Regions from separate parts of the Sus scrofa genome. Here all the other regions are linked to region 2. Evidence: chromatin contacts called from public HiChIP or PLAC-seq and promoter capture Hi-C data. All regions are on one chromosome and are shown on one strand. The core of a region is the stretch at or near the end of the contact, and the rest is flanking DNA. Distances in the headings are between cores, read along the strand shown. Region 1 holds the start of NUDC (nuclear distribution C, dynein complex regulator). Region 2 holds the start of HMGN2 (high mobility group nucleosomal binding domain 2). Region 3 holds the start of PIGV (GPI mannosyltransferase 2). Region 4 holds the start of SFN (stratifin). Region 5 holds the start of ZDHHC18 (palmitoyltransferase ZDHHC18). Region 6 holds the start of GPN2 (GPN-loop GTPase 2).

Evidence for each region. Promoter capture Hi-C pulls out the DNA fragments that hold promoters and counts their contacts. HiChIP or PLAC-seq counts read pairs in DNA pulled down with a chosen protein or histone mark.
Region 1: a contact with region 2 is called in an H3K27ac HiChIP or PLAC-seq map of alveolar macrophages. The contact joins the promoter of NUDC here to the promoter of HMGN2 in region 2. A contact is called at or near these places in 2 of 2 datasets of contacts at active chromatin or transcription factors (alveolar macrophages and skeletal muscle).
Region 3: an H3K27ac HiChIP or PLAC-seq map of alveolar macrophages shows a contact between it and region 2. The contact joins the promoter of PIGV here to the promoter of HMGN2 in region 2. A contact is called at or near these places in 1 of 5 promoter capture datasets (fetal skeletal muscle) and 2 of 2 datasets of contacts at active chromatin or transcription factors (alveolar macrophages and skeletal muscle).
Region 4: a contact with region 2 is called in a promoter capture Hi-C map of fetal skeletal muscle, with 6 times the contacts expected there. The contact joins the promoter of SFN here to the promoter of HMGN2 in region 2. A contact is called at or near these places in 2 of 5 promoter capture datasets (fetal liver and fetal skeletal muscle) and 1 of 2 datasets of contacts at active chromatin or transcription factors (alveolar macrophages).
Region 5: an H3K27ac HiChIP or PLAC-seq map of alveolar macrophages shows a contact between it and region 2. The contact joins the promoter of ZDHHC18 here to the promoter of HMGN2 in region 2. A contact is called at or near these places in 1 of 47 Hi-C or Micro-C datasets (epiblast stem cells) and 1 of 2 datasets of contacts at active chromatin or transcription factors (alveolar macrophages).
Region 6: a contact with region 2 is called in a promoter capture Hi-C map of fetal liver, with 2.7 times the contacts expected there. The contact joins the promoter of GPN2 here to the promoter of HMGN2 in region 2. A contact is called at or near these places in 2 of 5 promoter capture datasets (fetal liver and liver) and 1 of 2 datasets of contacts at active chromatin or transcription factors (alveolar macrophages).

What each region holds. Positions count from the first base shown.
Region 1 is chr6:84,237,424-84,240,123 of Sscrofa11.1, forward strand. NUDC (nuclear distribution C, dynein complex regulator) reads left to right here and starts at 1,272. Exons shown (of 9, transcript NM_001243803.1): 1 at 1,272-1,460. The coding sequence starts at 1,380.
Region 2 is chr6:83,855,678-83,858,377 of Sscrofa11.1, forward strand. It overlaps HMGN2 (high mobility group nucleosomal binding domain 2), which reads left to right and starts at 1,437. Exons shown (of 7, transcript NM_001244114.1): 1 at 1,437-1,448; 2 at 2,616-2,700. The coding sequence starts at 2,699.
Region 3 is chr6:84,128,621-84,131,320 of Sscrofa11.1, forward strand. PIGV (GPI mannosyltransferase 2) reads left to right here and starts at 1,291. Exons shown (of 4, transcript XM_003356221.4): 1 at 1,291-1,393.
Region 4 is chr6:84,187,159-84,189,976 of Sscrofa11.1, forward strand. SFN (stratifin) reads left to right here and starts at 1,363. Exons shown (of 1, transcript NM_001044564.1): 1 at 1,363-2,666. The coding sequence starts at 1,401. The coding sequence ends at 2,147.
Region 5 is chr6:84,152,524-84,155,223 of Sscrofa11.1, forward strand. It overlaps ZDHHC18 (palmitoyltransferase ZDHHC18), which reads left to right and starts at 1,331. Exons shown (of 9, transcript XM_013988799.2): 1 at 1,331-1,749. The coding sequence starts at 1,424.
Region 6 is chr6:84,208,335-84,211,172 of Sscrofa11.1, forward strand. GPN2 (GPN-loop GTPase 2) reads right to left here and starts at 1,395. Exons shown (of 5, transcript XM_003127718.4): 1 at 725-1,395; 2 at 28-184. The coding sequence starts at 1,135. GPATCH3 (GPN-loop GTPase 2) reads right to left here. Exons shown (of 11, transcript XM_003127719.5): 6 at 2,785-2,838; 7 at 574-2,291; 8 at 28-184. The coding sequence ends at 2,075.

The sequences.
Region 1 (2,700 bases), core at 22-2,521, 380 kb after region 2:
CCAGAGTAAATCGAGGAGAGACGGAAGGTGAGGAAGTGGAGAAACAAGTATAGCAAATTTTTTTCAAGTTTTGCTGTCAAAGAGATTTTAAAATTGGGATAGGAGTTCCCATCGAAGCTCAGTGCTTAACGAATCTGACTAGGAACCATGAGGTTGCGGGTTCGATCCCTGGCCTTGCTCAGTGGGTTAAGGATCCGGTGTTGCAGTGAGCTGTGGCGTGGGTCGCAGATGCAGCTTGGATCTTGCGATGCTGTAGCTCTGGCGTAGGACGGTGGCTATAGCTCTGATTGGACTCCATGTGCCGCAGGAACGGCTCAAGAAAAGGCAAAAAGACAAAAAATAAAATAAAATAAAAAATAAAAAAATAAAATTGGAATGGTAGGAGGAGAAAAGTTTGTGTGGGGGGGTCATAGAAGAATAAAAAAAGAAGTGGCATTAAAGTATATTTGTAAGTTAAAAGGGATGATCCAGAAGAAAGAAAATTGTGATGCAGATTCATTGAGTAGGGAAAAAAAAAAATTCTGATGCAGGAGAATTAGGAAAGGATAGTAAGAGTAGAATCCCTGAAAAGACTAAGATGATGAAATTCAATACAAAAGTAGAGGGTTTGGCCTTAGATGGCTGGGGTCTGTCCCGCACAAAAGTGAAGTTCGAATTTAGCACTCATTACATAATTTGCATGAAACTGCGCAAAATGACAATGCGGGGTTGGGGGTGGGGCTCTTGTTAAAAAATATTAAGAGTCTCAGGACTGCAGCAGAAGAGCATTAACCCCAGCACCAAGGGACTTTCTAAGTCCGGGTCCCCTGCGACTGCACAATTTGTATGGAGTATGTGATGACAACAGGGGTAGGCTGTCTTTTGGGGCAAGTTCCCTTCTCCTTTCTGGGCCTCAGTTGGCCGATGGAAAACTTGGAAGAGATGATTAAGAACGCTTTACCGTTCTACAAGCTCAGCGGTCACTCTCAAGGCGTAAATTCAAAGTTTGTGCTTTTTCAACTTTCAGGCCCGCGTGATTTGAGCCCAGGGTTTTCTGGAAGGCTCCAAAAGGTTCCTGGTGACCATAGCAACTCACACCAAACTCAGAGGCCTTCGACTCCGCCCACCGCTCACGGACGCGCTCTTTGATTGGCTCAGCAAGTCGACCAATGGTCAGTGAAGCGGGCTGCTTGCCGCACGGTCAATGGCCGCTGGCCACAAGGGAGGCGGGAGGAGAGAGCAGGCGGGCGGGCCAAGGCAGCGGGGCGCGTGCGTGTTTCCGTCTCCGCTGCGGAAGGCGGAGGACTGAAACCGTTGCACCGGACGCGACCCGAAGGCGCCGAGAGCGCGGGACGCGAGAGCAGAGCTCAGATTTCGGAGCGTGGCTAGCAGCTGGCAAGATGGGTGGAGACCAGGAGGAGGATCGTTTCGACGGCATGTTGTTGGCGATGGCGCAGCAGCACGAGGGAGGCGTGCAGGAGGTAACGACCCGCTCGGCATTGGCTTGGCCTGGCCCACCCAGGCGGCCCAGCCACTCTCTTTCCTCCCTTCGCTGCCTTCGAGAGACGAGATCCACCCCTGGGCCTTGCGGGCTTTAGGATCCCGCATTCTCATTGCACCCCAGCTTCTAGTCTGGCCTCCCCGCCGCAAGTCTTGCGCTCGGACCAGTTCTGGATCCCTGGGGCCCCTCAGTAGTTACCATCTTAACAGCTCTGGCATCCCTTTATCTGCCCCTGGGAAGGCCCGAGTCTTGGAATCCCTTCCCCCTCTTTAGTCTCCAACCTGCTTCCGGCCCTTTTCCCCTCTGGTGGCCGCCCCCAAAGAACATCCTTTAGGATGTTCTAGGCATTGAGATTTGCATGTACCAAGACTTGGGGCGAGCGGAAGAATGTATGCGATGTGTGGGGGTGGGGGGGGTGATATTAACACGTGGTCTTTCTAGATCTTGAATGAGAGAATAGGAGGCGTGTTTTGCATTTCCTAACAACTTGGACTGTTTCATGTCTCCAAGCTTCAGTTTCTTTCTTTGAGACAGAGCTACGAATCCTTACTTCCTGAATTTGTAGGAGAGTAGTGTCTTGAAGTGAAGGACAGTGAAGAATTCTCGGTAATCAGACTCGAACATTCAACAAGTGTTTGTTGAGTAATTGATGTGTGCAAGAACATAATTCATGCTTAGTGACCAAACCCAATAACATGTGTAGGAAAAGGATAAGGACCAACTAGTAAAGATTCTGGAGTTGGTTTTTTGGACGATGGAAAGTTAAACGTAGCAAAACCTATCAAGATTAGTCTTTCTTTAAAGAAACTGAAGGAGCTTGCCCAAGCTCATCCAACAGGCTCCTGGCTTAGAGGGGACCAGAATCCTTAGGCCAGTGTGTGCTTTCCACAGTCCATTGTTGATTCTGTGTCTCATTGGAGCCTTCCATTCCCATTCTCATTCAGGTCCCTGTGGGAAGAGTGCTACTAATTTGCAGATGTGAAAGTCTCCCTTCTCCTACCCCCCTAAATTGTTGTTGCACCTGGATTTGGAAGTGAGTTCATTTTTGAGTGAATTGAAAAAGTGTCCAGAAGCAGGAATTGAAACTGTTGAGATAAATTCTAGCGTCAGATTTAGAACCTCTCACTTGGGCAAATAAAAGGGCTTATTTATATGTGCCAACCCTCAGTCATCACTAGATCTTTTTGCTCAGCAAAAGTTTTCTGAGCATGCACTCTGAG
Region 2 (2,700 bases), core at 187-2,686:
CACACAAGCTTTTCTCCTCCTCTTGCGGGGCATGGGGCCAGGCTCCACTCCCCAGTGAGACTGGCCCCCTCCATGGCTACAGGGTAACAGAAGGGCCTTTAGGCCCTGGCGAATCTAACCCAGCACAGGCCTCCTTCCCTGGAACACGTCAAGACCAAGAGCACAGAAACAAGCACTTCTCCCAACTGACTGCCTCCTGCCCTCTGCATCTCAACTCTGCTTCCCACCTCCTTACTCTTTGAGGCTTCTGTCCGTGTTTGACCTGGGCCCCTAAGTAGGCCCATGAGACAATATATTTTCAGCATGGCAGTCTCAGCTTGTGAGGCCAAGGCTGCCCAGCAGGGAGAAGAGGGCCAAGTGAAAGGCTGTGTCCTTTCCCTTACCTCTCCCTCCCAGGCCTCACTGAGGAGCTGCTGAGAGGATTAGTGCCTTTGAAGAGCTGTCGGCCTGAGCAACTCTATGCTTCAGGTGCCCCAGAGCAGCAAGCACCAGCTGGTAATACCACCCAAGAGCTACTCTGTTTAGTCTTCACATTTTACTCTCTGCAAACCGATTCCCCAGCACCCCCCTCTAGGGGTGAGGTGGGGCCTTGCAAGCAGTACTAAGAGCAGACTCTTTAAAACCCCTAACTTGACTATACTCCAGTCTGCTCCTCCCCTTCCTATGCCTGGATACCTGGCACAAGAGACTCCTTGGCCATCATCCCTGCTCCCAGAATCAAGCATAATGCCAGACACTGCGATTGAGAAGCCAATCAATGTACCCTTTGGCAAGTCCCCCACACACACCTGGCACTCCCCACTACCAATCCCTGGCACAGGGTTCCCAGAGAGCAGGTGCTGTACATTTTCCAGTTTTACAATGGGGCTGTTGACAGCCTTAATTAGGGAGGCATGAATTATGTGGCTGTTATGCAGAGCCCTACAATTAAGGCGGGAAAGAGGGGCTGGAGGCAGCAAACGGAATCTGCCCTGTGAGCATGATTGTTGAGTCCTGTCTCCTTTCTGGGTCTGACTTTCTCCAGTGTAGATTGGGGTACAGCAGAAGTGATTAATCAGGCTGGTATCTCTTTGGCCTGAGGTCCTGTGTTCTGGGAAAGGTACACAGTGGGGTGTGGTGAGGAGGGGCTGCCTCAGGAGGCACTGAAGGGGTGGGGAGGAGAAGAGGCTGAGGACCACTGCTGTACAGGCACAGCGACTGCAAATAGTTGACATGAACTCCTTGTGGGTGCTTTCTACTGGTGTGATTTGTACAAACCAGCTCAACTCTTGCCTCAAGAAACTAGGTGGGACCTATTTAAATGTCCTCCCACCTGTGAGCCAAGCCCCAACTTGAGGATATTTATCGTATTGTATTCTCTTGGGTGTCAAACAGAATTTTAAAAATTCTTAGATGTAAAACTTGTTTGCGAACAGTACAAGAGTAGACTGTGTTTTGCTGCAGCAATTGTCTACCTCCCTCAAGGTGCACTTGGCTACTTCCAAGATCCCTAGCTTTGGGGGCGGAGGAGGGGGAGCCACTGGAAAAGCCCTTTTGCCATCTCAACACCTGTTCCTCTACTTGTTTCCTAATCCCCCGGACGCGTTCCTCCACTGTCCTTTTCCTCGCGCAAGTGAAAGGAAGCCAGTCTGCCAGTGTGGAAGGAGGGATTTCGCCAGCTGCGTTTGCAGCGCCCAGGCTTGGTGACCGCGTCGGGTGGGGGCAGCTGAGCTTGATGTCTCCGAAGCGGGAGGAGCTTAGGGGGAGGGGAGTGCTAGTAAGCCTTCTTGGCGGCCACTCTCCGTCATTCTGTGGCGGGGTTCTGAGATGTGGGAATACAAGGACCTAAGGGAGGCACTCGACAAGCTTTGGGGGGCTTCGTTGATACTTGGGGAGGCAGCTGAGCAACGGGTGCTGAAAGGACAGCTCCTACCTGCCCCACTGCACCCGAAATGTACCTCTGCTTGTAAAGTGCCCCCCTCGAACCCCTACCCACCTCGAGTGGACCGCTTTCCAGGTGAGGTGCATGAAAAGCTTCCTCCGAGTGGAGGTTTGGAAGGATGCACGTCCAGCTGCGCCAAGCTGGCTTCTCCACTCTTTTCCCACTTCGGCGTCAGCCTTGGCCCTGGGAACTGCAACCAGTGCCTCGAAGCCGCGCGCTTCTTCCCGCCTCCGGCAAAGGACATTGCGGCCAGGCTGAGCAAACCTTTCTTCTGGGGCCCCCAGCGGGAACAGGAAGGAAAGCGGCTGAGATGCGCCCTAAGTGTCGCACGGCTTGGAGAAGTGGATAGCTCGGTTGCATAAGGTGGAAGGAACTTGGTAGTTTGCAAAAGCCAGCTCTTGGCGGGAGCCGAAACCCACAGCCCGCCGACTCGCAGCCCCCTCTCAACTATAGCCTTCGATGTGCGCCTCCCCCACTGCGCCCCCACCCCTAGGCGCGCCGCCGTCTCGCGCGCCCTCCCCCCCATACCCCCCTCCTCACTCCCTCCAGAGGAGGTGAGTTTAAACCCCGCCCACGTGACCCCAGCTGGGCCAATGAGCGGCGGCGGGAGGTGAAATCCGGTTCTAACCGGTCCGGGGCTCCCAGCGCTATAAAAACTTTATAAACCCCCCGGAGCCCGAGCAGTGTGAAGAAGAGGCGAGAGCGACCCCTGGACCGACCAAAGCTCGCGCGCCACTGCATCCCCGTGTCCAGCGCCTACGTCCCGCCGCCGTCACCAT
Region 3 (2,700 bases), core at 41-2,540, 270 kb after region 2:
GGATAGTTCATTTCTCAATTTTGTTTCTGCAAACAGAGTGCTGCTTGGAGCCTCATAGACTTCTAGAGATTCAAGCCACAACCTTAGGCCCCAGTCAGCAGTGTGCCCCACAGCTTTGCTGATTCACTCACATGCCTCTGGAGCTTTTGAGAACAAGGTATGTCACCATAAAACCTGGGAGAAGAGTCTTTTAAACTCCATTTTACCCCTTCTCCTCCAACACACCAGGATGAAAATGTGATTTATCCACCTTAAACGCAACAAAACCTGAGGAAGTTTAGGTCTCAGGACCTAAAATGAGCAATAAAGAATCAAAAGATCCAGTCTCTGGCCCCCCAGAACTGCTGTGGGCTAGTTGTCATTGCTTGGAGAGATAGCAAACAGTTCTTTTGTTCCCACCCTATTAGCTGCTGCGGAAGATAAACCCCTCCCTCAGCCAGGGCTGTGGCCAGAAGCTAACACAGACCCTAGCTTCGTTTGGAGGGCAGATAACTGAAACCACAGAGGGCTTTGGAATCCTGAGAAATGAGAAATCCACCAACGGAGAAGGATTTATTATCTATTTCCTTTAAGGAGGGTGCAAAGTTGTTCTAACAGTTTCCGTTACAGGGGCACCAACTGGCCGCTCCTCCCTAACAGACAGTTTTGTTGAGTTAGCTGCTTCTTCTTTTTTTTTTTTCTTTTTTGGCCCCGCTTCCTACGAGAGAAACTGCTTGAAGGAGTCCCGGGGCGGTGTGGGGGGGTCCTCTAAAGTTTCCTTCACCATCCTCATTAGTCACCTGAGCTGGGGCTGAGGACCGAAGCAGGACAGGTCTTTAGTAGCTGGAGGAGGGGAAAGCCAGGGGGAACCCCCACTTTCTTCACAACCAGGACGCACGGTGCCGCTGCTGGCCACAGAAACCCCAAAAGGCTTCTTTTTCTATTCAAAGAAGAACAGCTATTGCTCCAGGCCCTGTGCTGACCTGTTGTTGCCGAACAGCAGGGAAAGTGCGGCTCGGGCTTCTGCGAAGAGGCCGCAGGGCAGCCCCCAACTCCGAGAGCCTCGGCCCACAGGGCAACTCAGTTGGTGTTTGCGGGGCGGAACTGGGCCAAGAGCATCGACTCTAAGCCAGCAGCCCCGACGGGCTAAATGAAGGCGGGGGAAGGGGCTTGAGGAGTTGGAATTCCTCAGGTGTCACCAAGGCAGGAAGGTGCCAATGCGGGGGTGGGGTGGGGGTGGGGTTGGCGCGGAACCGCGAGATCCTTCGTCCCCGCCCCACTCGCCCGGAGTCAACATGGCCGCCGCGGAGGGGGGCGGGGCAGCTCAGAATCCCGGCAGGAGCGGGGCGGGGCCGCCATCGGCGGAGCCAGTGCGCAGGCGCGACCGCTCGGGGCCCCGGATGGACGAGCTAAGGTTCGGGCCCCGCCTGGGAGGTTGAGAGCAGCGGGTGCCGGGGACCCGGCGCCAGCTTGGGAGCCTAGGAGTTCCAGGGGGAGGGAAGTTGTCAAACGGAGGCCGAGGGAAATGAGGCGGAGGCCGCGAGAAGCGAGGAGCCCCGCCCCTCCGCCATAGCGGCCTCCCAGTGCCGCCTCTTCCTTTACAGCCTGCAGCCCGCCCCTGCCTTCCGGCCCTAGGCCGGACCGGGCCCCACCGGTTCCCTCGGGAGTTAACCGCTGAGCCGTGTCCCCTTTGTGGAGAGGAGATGCCCAGTCCCTGGTTGGGACTACGTCCGAAAAGGAGAACGCGAGAACGGGCTTCGGACCCGGCTGGGCTTGGGAAAGATGGCCTCTGCCTCGCGGCAGCTAGCAAAACCTCTGGTCCTGAGGACCTTGGGTCAGAGCGACCTCCCTACCCCACAGAGGATGTTAATCTTATCCAGAGAAACTAGGGCTCCAATTCCACAGGTTTTCCTATCGGCCCAGATTGGGCCCTCCCTGCCTTGAGTACAAACAGCAAGAGCTTGCGCTGTCAGACAAGTACTGGGCTTGGAGACCCGGCTTGTAATCCAGTTTCTGGAAGACTGCAACCCTTTTGGCAGGAGTGAGGGCTGGTAGACTATGAGGTTTCAGAAGGGAAAAAAAGGAAAAGAAAAGACATTCTCTTTAAATATTGCTTTGGCTGTGCCACCTGACCCCAGCGAGCCTCAGTTTCCACATCCATAAAATGGCGATTGTAATTACACAGGCCTCATGGGGTGTAATGAGATCTCTGGTGGAAAAACTCTGGAGATTTTATTACCCTGGGCATATTTATCTCACAGGAAAACAGGGTAAAACTGGTTGCTCTCTAAGTGCCCTGCCAGTTCAGAATCTGTGATTTCGTTAGAGGGGTTGTTGGGAAGTGAGGCCCTCAATGAGCAGAGAGGGAGCTCACTGGTTTTATTTTCACTCGGTTTACCTGTAAGTTAAGGGTAGGCTGCACGTCTTCTGTTGTCGCTGGGTCTAGAGCTTGACTCTAGAGAGAGGAAAGGAAGAATGGAAGCCTGGTGAAGAGGCAGAGGTGGGTTACGTGCTCTTCTGTTCCCAACTCCTCTGCATGTGGGTGGGAAGTGAAAGAAGGGAAAAAGTGAATAAACGCTAGGATAGGCAACCAGCGGACGTGTGAGGCTGGCTGTGCCTGTTCCCGCGAATCCTTTCGATTCAGCGAGTCAGATATTGGAACTGTTGGGTAGATTCACAAACTACCGCTGCTCTCTGGGGATTTCAGAAGCTTGCTTTTGA
Region 4 (2,818 bases), core at 113-2,612, 330 kb after region 2:
TCCATCTCTGAGGCCTGTGCCAGGGGTCAGAGGTGGGGCCATGGTCAAAGGGAAGGGGCAGGGAAACTTCTGAGAGAGAGGCTGGGGAAGGGAGCACTCAGAGGGGACAGCTGCCCCCTAAAACAAAATGGCATGTGTCATGGCTGCCTCCTTTTTCTCAGTTCCCCCCGCAGCCGCACTGGGCTGAGCACCCAGGCGGCCTTCTTCCTAGCCTCTGACAAAGGGCAGGCTGATTCAGGCAGGAAAGTGGGACAGCTAGTGAGCTGGGTCCCCACCCTCTGTGAGCCCCACTGATACATGATGGCAGGCGGCTTGCGGGGCGGGGGGGGTGGTGGCAGGTAACCTGGCGTGGAGAGCCAGAGGGTAAGTCCTCACACAAGTGGCAACAGGCCACCAACTTGAAAGGGAAAATTGTGCTGTGATGGGGAAGGTATCCAAAAAACCTACTGGGTGACTAATTACAAAGGCTGGGCTGGAGCGTCAGAGGCTGCTCGTTAAACACCTCATTAAGTGGCACCCTGAAAGCTGCCACCTGTGCATTCTGGGAGCTCAGAAGGGATGGGACCTGAGGGGGAGAGAGGAGTTGGGGGGTGGGGTGTAAGCATTTCAGGTAGACTCCAGAAGAAGCCTACATCTCCCTTCTAAATACAGTCTGGAGCTCACAAGTCAGAAGCCTGAATGGGAGAGAAGTCCAACTTAGTAACTGTGTGACCTTGAGCAAATCTCATCCCTCTCTGAGCCTCAGTATTCCCCTCTCTACAGTGGGAGTAGTAGCCACAGCCCTGCCCATCTCACCAAGATAGCAGGGATTAAGTTAGACCATGGGTATGAGGTGCTTGGGAAACTATAGCCCTACCTAGACAATGAGTTATTTCACCTAAACCAGTGGAGGAACCACTCCTGGCCAGATTAGGCACCCCCTTCTCCTGCACCTGGCTTTATGGGCTCTGCCTAGGTCCATAGTGGCCAGGTAGCTGAAGCCATCCTGAGCCCCAGGAAGGATGCAGTGAAGAGGGATCTGATTTGAGAAACTGGGGCAGCTCCCTAACGTGTGCACCCATATAATGGAAGCCCTGACCCAGAGGCGGCAGCCTGGAGCCTGGAAAGGTATCGGTGCAGGTGGAGCCAACGCCCAAATTTCTCCTGCTGACAGTCAGGATGACTCACCCCCCCACATCCCAGCCCTTTTACCTTTAAGGAAGAGGCGGAAAGGGTGTGGGGGGAGGGGGGAGAGGAGAGGGAGGCAAGTCCTGGGCCCGCCCTCTGCCCCTCCCCACCCTTCTCCGGGCCTGGCCTTCCAGCCAAAAGGCAGGCAGGCAGCCGGAGAGGCGCAGAATCCGGCCTTGGTCCCGAGGCAGCCAGTTAGCTCTCCACCTGCCCATCTGTCTGTCCCCAGAGCCATGGAGAGAGCCAGTGTGATCCAGAAGGCCAAGTTGGCCGAGCAGGCTGAACGCTATGAGGACATGGCAGCCTTCATGAAGAGCGCCGTGGAAAAGGGTGAGGAGCTGTCTTGCGAAGAGCGCAACCTGCTCTCAGTGGCCTACAAGAATGTGGTGGGTGGTCAGCGGGCTGCGTGGAGGGTCCTGTCCAGTATTGAGCAGAAGAGCAATGAGGAAGGCTCGGAAGAGAAGGGCCCTGAGGTGCGAGAATATCGGGAGAAGGTGGAGAAGGAGCTCCGGGGTGTGTGTGACACGGTGCTTGGCTTGCTGAACACCCATCTCATCAAGGAGGCCGGTGACGCGGAGAGTCGGGTCTTCTACCTGAAAATGAAGGGTGACTACTACCGTTACCTGGCCGAGGTGGCCACGGGGGACGACAAGAAGCGCATCATCGACTCAGCCCGCTCCGCCTACCAGGAGGCCATGGACATCAGCAAGAAAGAGATGCCACCCACCAACCCCATCCGCCTGGGCCTGGCCCTGAACTTTTCTGTCTTCCACTATGAGATCGCCAACAGCCCAGAGGAGGCCATCTCCCTGGCCAAGACCACCTTCGACGAGGCCATGGCTGACCTGCACACTCTCAGCGAGGACTCCTACAAAGACAGCACCCTCATCATGCAGCTGCTGCGGGACAACCTGACGCTGTGGACCGCCGACAACGCCGGGGAAGAGGGGGGCGAGGCGCCTGAGGAGCCCCAGAGCTGAGCCGCACCCGCCGCCCTCCCTGCCCTGCCCTGCCTGCTCCAGTCCCCCACTCTTGGCAGAGAGGACTTGTATGGGGTGGGAAGCCCAACCCTTCTCCCCAGATGCCCTGCCCCAGCTCAAAAAGGCTCCACGGAGAGGAACCAGCAGAGCTGAGGCCACCTGGAGCCGGAGGATTCCAAGCTTCCTGCAGCTGTCAGGTGCTCCGACCACTGGTCGTCCCACCCTGACCCGCTCTCTGCACCCCGCCCAGACCCCTCCCCTGAGCCCAGCCACTTCCTCCTGATTCCCCGCTCCTGCCCCCCTGCCTCTGGATCTTAGGAATTGAGGAGTGTCCCACCCTTGTGGCTGAGAGCTGAACTGTGTGGCAGAGACTGTAGATGAGAGAGAGCGAGAGCGAGAGAGCGCGCGCGAGCGCTAGAGTGTGTGTGCGCGCCTGCGCAGCCAACAAGACCGAGGATGAGAGGGAAATCATGTCTGCTGGGTGTGACCATGTTTCCTCTCAATAAAGTTCCCCTGTGACACTCCTCCTGACTTTTCCACTTATTGCGGAGGGACGGATCAGGAATAGGTGCATGATTTACAGAGACCCTGAGCTCCCACAGGGCTGGCTCAGTGACCTGTAGGCAAGACTGGAAGCCAGTGACTCCAGGAGAGAGGCTGAGGCTCCAGCT
Region 5 (2,700 bases), core at 81-2,580, 300 kb after region 2:
ACAATGAGCGATCCTTGAGGTCACTGTTACTGCCTTTCTACCCCTCCACATCCCGTATTCCAACTTCCTCTCTTATTCTCTCCTATTCCAGTCTCCAACTCTCTCTGCCTATACGTTTCTTTAGGTTTTCTAGTAACCCCAGTGTGGCGGACAGACCCTAAGGTGAGCCTCAGTGATTCCTGCCTCCCGGTATTCACTCATTCGTGTGATCCTCTCCTCTTAAGCTCAAGTGGGGCTTGTGACTTGCTTCTAACCTGTAGAATATGGTGAGAACGCTGGGCTGTCACTCCCGTTACATAGGTAAGTTAGGTTATATAAAATTGGGTGTTAGCAGACTGGAGCTAGAGCCTCTCCTCGTGGGCTTGGCGAAGTAACTGGCCATACTGGCAAAAACCGCAGGGCAAGGAACTGTGTGACCTCAAGGAACCGCAAGTGGCCGCTGGGACCTCAGAGAGGCCTCTAGCTGACAGCCAGCAAAAATCCCAGCCCTCAGTCAGAAGTCACAAGGAAATAGTTTTCTGCCAACAAAACCTGAGCGGGTTTGCAGGTGTTCTCTTCTCCAGCTGGGTCTCCAGAGGGGCATGAGCCTTGCTGACACCTTGACTGCAGCCTTCTGAGACTGAGGAAAGGACTCAGCTAAGCTGTGCTGCAGCTTCTGACCTGGAAACTGTGAGATACAAAACCTGGTGTTTTAAACCACTAAATTTGTGGTACTTTGTTACCCACCAATAGAAAACTAATACACTCGGAATTCTTGAAGAACCACTTGGGCCCTGTGGTATCAACCCTGCATTAGGTGATAGGAAAGCTGGACCGCAGAGCTGGGCGAGGGAGGACAGAGGACGTGCCGTACTTCCTCCTTTGGCACGTTGAACTTCAAGACCGTAGTGAACAAGCCGCTCGCTTTCAAAGCGGATTGTGTCCCCTTCTGCCCCCCTGCCTGCCTCTCAAATGCCTGTCCAGCAAGTCATCAGAGATGGGTAAAGCCTGACCCTGGAAATACAGATGCCCAGAAGTAGATCACGAAATCCACCTCTTGAATCTCGGCGCTTGGCACGGTGCCTGGCACACAGGGGACGCCCGACAAAGGGTTTAATCGCAAAAGAAGAGAAAGAGTCCCGAACGCGCCTCTGCTGCGCCATCCTTGTGCAGCAGGCATCGGGCGGCAGGGTATTGGCCAGGGCCCTGGGTCAGGACCGGGCCGCTGGCCCGTGCGCCATCCCGGCCCCGGGCGGAGGGGGCGCTGCGGCGGGAGGCCGCGCGGGGCGGGGCAGGGCGGCCGTGGGGCCGCCCCCTGCGAGCGAGCGCCGCGCGCGCCGCCGCCGCCGCCGCCGCCGCCGCCACCGCCTCCTCTGCTCGGCCCCGGTCCCGGTGCGGCCCGGCCGGCCCGCGGGGCGCGGAGCCGAGGTCCGCGGCTGGCCGCATGAAGGACTGTGAGTACCAGCAGATCAGCCCCGGGGCCGCTCCGCCGCCCGCCTCCCCCGGGGCGCGGCGCCCCGGCCCCGCCGCGCCCCCCGGCCCGGGCCCCGGGCCCCCGCCGCCCGCCGCCGCCGCGCCGCGCTGGAGCGGCAGTGGCAGCGGCAGTGGCAGCGGCAGCATCGGCCGCCGCCCGCGGCGCAAGTGGGAGGTGTTCCCGGGCCGCAACCGCTTCTACTGCGGCGGCCGCCTCATGCTCGCCGGCCACGGCGGCGTCTTCGCCCTCACGCTGCTGCTCATCCTCACCACCACCGTCCTCTTCTTCGTCTTCGAGTGAGTTTGGCGGCGCCCCGCGTCCCCGCCCCCTGAGGCGCCCCATTCCCTCCGGTCCCCTTTGACCCCTGGGGCGCACCCCCCTTGCTCAGGCCTCTCTGGGCGCTCCAGCCCCTTTGGTCCCCTGCTGGGCTCTCCCACCTCCCGGGGCACTCTGCCCTTCCCAGCACCTGCCAGGCTCCTCCCGGGCCGCATCCTCCCTGTGCTTCTCAGAATCTGCCCTCAGGCCTCTCCAATCTCCTTATCTTCTGTCTGTCCTTCCGGGTCCCCTCCAGCCCTCCCAGACTGGTCATCCTCCCATGCTAGTTTGGATCGCCATCTAAGCTGGTCCTCCGGCCCCTCCCTAGCACCCCCATCCTTCCCTGGCACTCTGCCTTTGCTGGCCTCTGCCAGGAACATGGCCCTCCCATGTGCCTCGAGGCCCCCATCCTCTCTGCCCTCTCAGAGCCTGCACCAGGCCCCCCAGCTCCTTGGATGGATCCCCTCTCCTCACCTATCCCCTTGCCTGCCTTCTAGTTTCTTTCGGACCCCGTGGGGCATCTTTTCTTTATATCCCTTCCAGACAGTTTTTGAATTTCTTCCTTATCCTTTGGCCATATTCTCCCCTTTGAAATTTCAAGGCCATCTTCCAGGATCCCTCCAAGGTCCCTCTAGGTCCCCTCTCCACTCTCAGCACTGCCCCCCCACCCCTGTTTTCCCCTTGGCCATTCTCTCTCTAGGCCCTCAAACATCTTTGGGCCACTCAGGCCTCCCCTTTCCTCTCCAGCACCTTCCTTATTTTTTGTTCCAGAGCTTCCTGTCCTTACCCCTGCCTCCCCCAGTCCCCCCAGACATCTCCCAGGCCCCTGCCCCCCACCTCCTGACTCCTGGCTTCCTTTCCCTTCCCAGTGCTCCGGAGCACCCTCTGTCCTGTTCACGGCAGGAACAGCTGCAGTGCCTTGCTATTTTTCA
Region 6 (2,838 bases), core at 145-2,644, 350 kb after region 2:
TTTGCCTGCCAGGACAGGAGCTCTTACCCAGCTTCCCATAGTGTTCAATGAGGTCCATCTTGGAGAGGAGGTTGACATGGGGGAGCTCCACATGCAGCATGGTGGCTAGGGAGGTACACAGTACTGAAATGAACTTGGCAGGGTCTGTGCAATAGTGAGAATCCACCAGGTGGACAGCAGTCAGCTGGGAGGGAAGGAAGAGACAGGGTGAGAGTGGCCTGGGGAGGCAAGGAACATTAGGGCCTATGTCTCCCCATCAGACCGGGGACTTCTGAGGACAAAGGGCAAATCTTCCCATTAGTCTCCTCCTGCTTCTGTTCATTCTAATAGAGTCATCTCCTTATCCCAGGAAATATGGGGCATTTCTTTCCTGCAGGCAACTGGTACAATTCCCACTGCATCTGACTCTATTCTTTAACTTTCTTTTGCCCACCAAATCACAACCACCATGCCACTTTCCACATAACCCTTTCCATACTTCCAATAATTCTAAGTTGGGTACTAACACATTCATTATACAGATGAGAAAACTGAGGTTCAGAGAATGAAACTGACTTTCCCAGGACCACACACCGAGTCAGTGGTAGAGCCAGAATTCGAATTCACACTTGTTTTACTTCAGAGCAATTCTACCCCATACTTAGCTATGGGACATGGGGGCGTGGCATCTGTCCTCTCCGTCTCAGTTCCTCCATCCGCAAAATGGGCCAGATCCCAGACGCACCCTGAGGTCCCACTGCGTCATCTGGGAGAAGATGCTGCGCAGGGCTCCGTGGTGCGTGCAGAGCTCCACTTGACCAGGGCAGTCAAAGAGGAAGTAGTGGCCGCGAAGGGGGTCGAGTTTCGCGCGCAGCCAGTCCAGGTTGGCCTCTAGGTACTCCATGCAGTACAGCAGACCGCCGTTGGGCCCCAGCTGCAGCTCGTCCATAACGTCGCTCAGGCCCACCAGCTCGCCCACATCTACGGCGCACTCATATGGCAGCCCCTCGTTGGCCGGGTCCAGGTTCACCACCGCCACGCGCCGGCCCAGCGCTCGCAGAAACTCACTCATGCCCAGGCAGTACGTGGTCTTCCCCGAGCCCGGCGGGCCGATCACCGCTTGCCCAAAGGCCGTGGTCTGAGCGGCCCCTGCCATGGGCGGCACACGGCTCAGACAAGTGAGAGGAAGTGCGTAGCAGACAAGTTCAGAGAGGAAGCAAGGGGGGAGCCGCACCGCAGACAAGAGCCGAGGGCAATGGGTTCCCCTAACTGCACTTGGCTGGGGACTGGCAGCGATACCCGGAAGCCGCCTAAGGAGAGAGAGCTGGAAAAGGCGCGCTGTAAGGGGACCAAATGGCCAGGCACTGACCAGACCAGCACCCGACTTCCGTACAACGCCGGAAACAGCGAGGGCCGGAGAGGAAGTCCCGCCTTTACAGTGACGACATAGCTTGGCGCCGAGGGGCGTGGCGGCGCCGAAGCATGAGGCGTAAGCAGGTCCAGGAAGAACTTTTCAGGGTTTTCCCCCACCTTCCGCCAAGCCCAAGTTAGAAGAGGAGAAATTCGGTAATACACTCCTTTATTCTCCCATTAGGTCTCAGACTCGGGATAACTGCCTTAGACTCTCCGCTGCCCGGTCCCAGCCAGTTAAGGGGAGAGGCGAAGGAGGGCCGGCCCCCAAACCGTCTCTTCAGAGCGCAAATCTTCTCCTCTTCCATGTCCCTTTTCCCCTCCTTCTGGGCTTCGTGGCGACCTCCCTACCCCTCCCCACGGGAAGTTGTGCTGGTAATCTCAGGCAGTTTGGCTTTTCATCGTACTGGGGGAAGCAACAGGAGCAAGCCCAAACAGACCAGGGTTAGGCGGCCACCAGGGAGAGGTCATTAAGCCGTTTCATCAAAAGGGAGGATTGGGGACTTTTTGTCAAAATGCCCCTGAGGTAGACAGCCAGGAGGCAAGTTCTAAAAAAGCATCCTGAACAGGCTAGGGCAGATTGCTGCTCCCAGAGTTCTTTTTGCTTTGGCATTAGATAAGACCGTATAGAGGGCTGCCACTGTGCAATTATGAGTGATCCTGATTAAGGAAGCCCCTGGACCTGTCACTCAGGCTCTGAAGGGCTGTCCAAGGCACAGCTGGAACCTCTCACAAAAGCCATGTCTGTACGAAACTTCATACTGGTGGGTGGCTGGCGGCGGAGCAGCGACTCCCCCTGGTCCTGGGGCAGGGGCTCATCATAGATGGTGGAGATCAGCCCCAAGCCAGTTCCACGGGGTCTCTTCAGTTGCCCAAATGGCTGCAGCTTCTCTCCATGGTACCTGGATTAAAAAGGGCTCTCAGTGAGAGGGCAGCTCTCTTACCTCAGTAAAGGGGTTGGAAAGGACAGGAAATAGCTACGCGTATATAGTCTGTCCCAAAGACAAAGCATTTAAATCTAAATCTTTGCTCTCCAGCCCCCTTATCCATCTATAGATAGCACCAAAAACTAGCGGCCTCACCGCTTTCATTTTAAACAGTAGACAAAATTGAGAACAACTGTCACCACTCTGCATCCCTAACAGCAATCATCCAGGCTACACTGCTCAGACTTGGGGGAATGACTCCTGCAGGAAGTTAATGATCCTATCAAGCCTGAGATCTTGGTCTTGAAAAAAACAGTGCCAGTCCTACTTTTTTTCTTTCTAATTCTGCTTTGAAAGTCATTCCCTAGGGAGTCTCTAGCACCTAAGCCAAAACCAGAGGGCAGGGGGAACCAGGGTAGAGTTGAAAGGCTCCCTTGGGCTCCCTGGGAAGTCCCTCAGCCATACTCACCCCAATCCACGCTTGCATCTGGGGTGCTGGCCATCACTATCCAGGGCCTCAGGC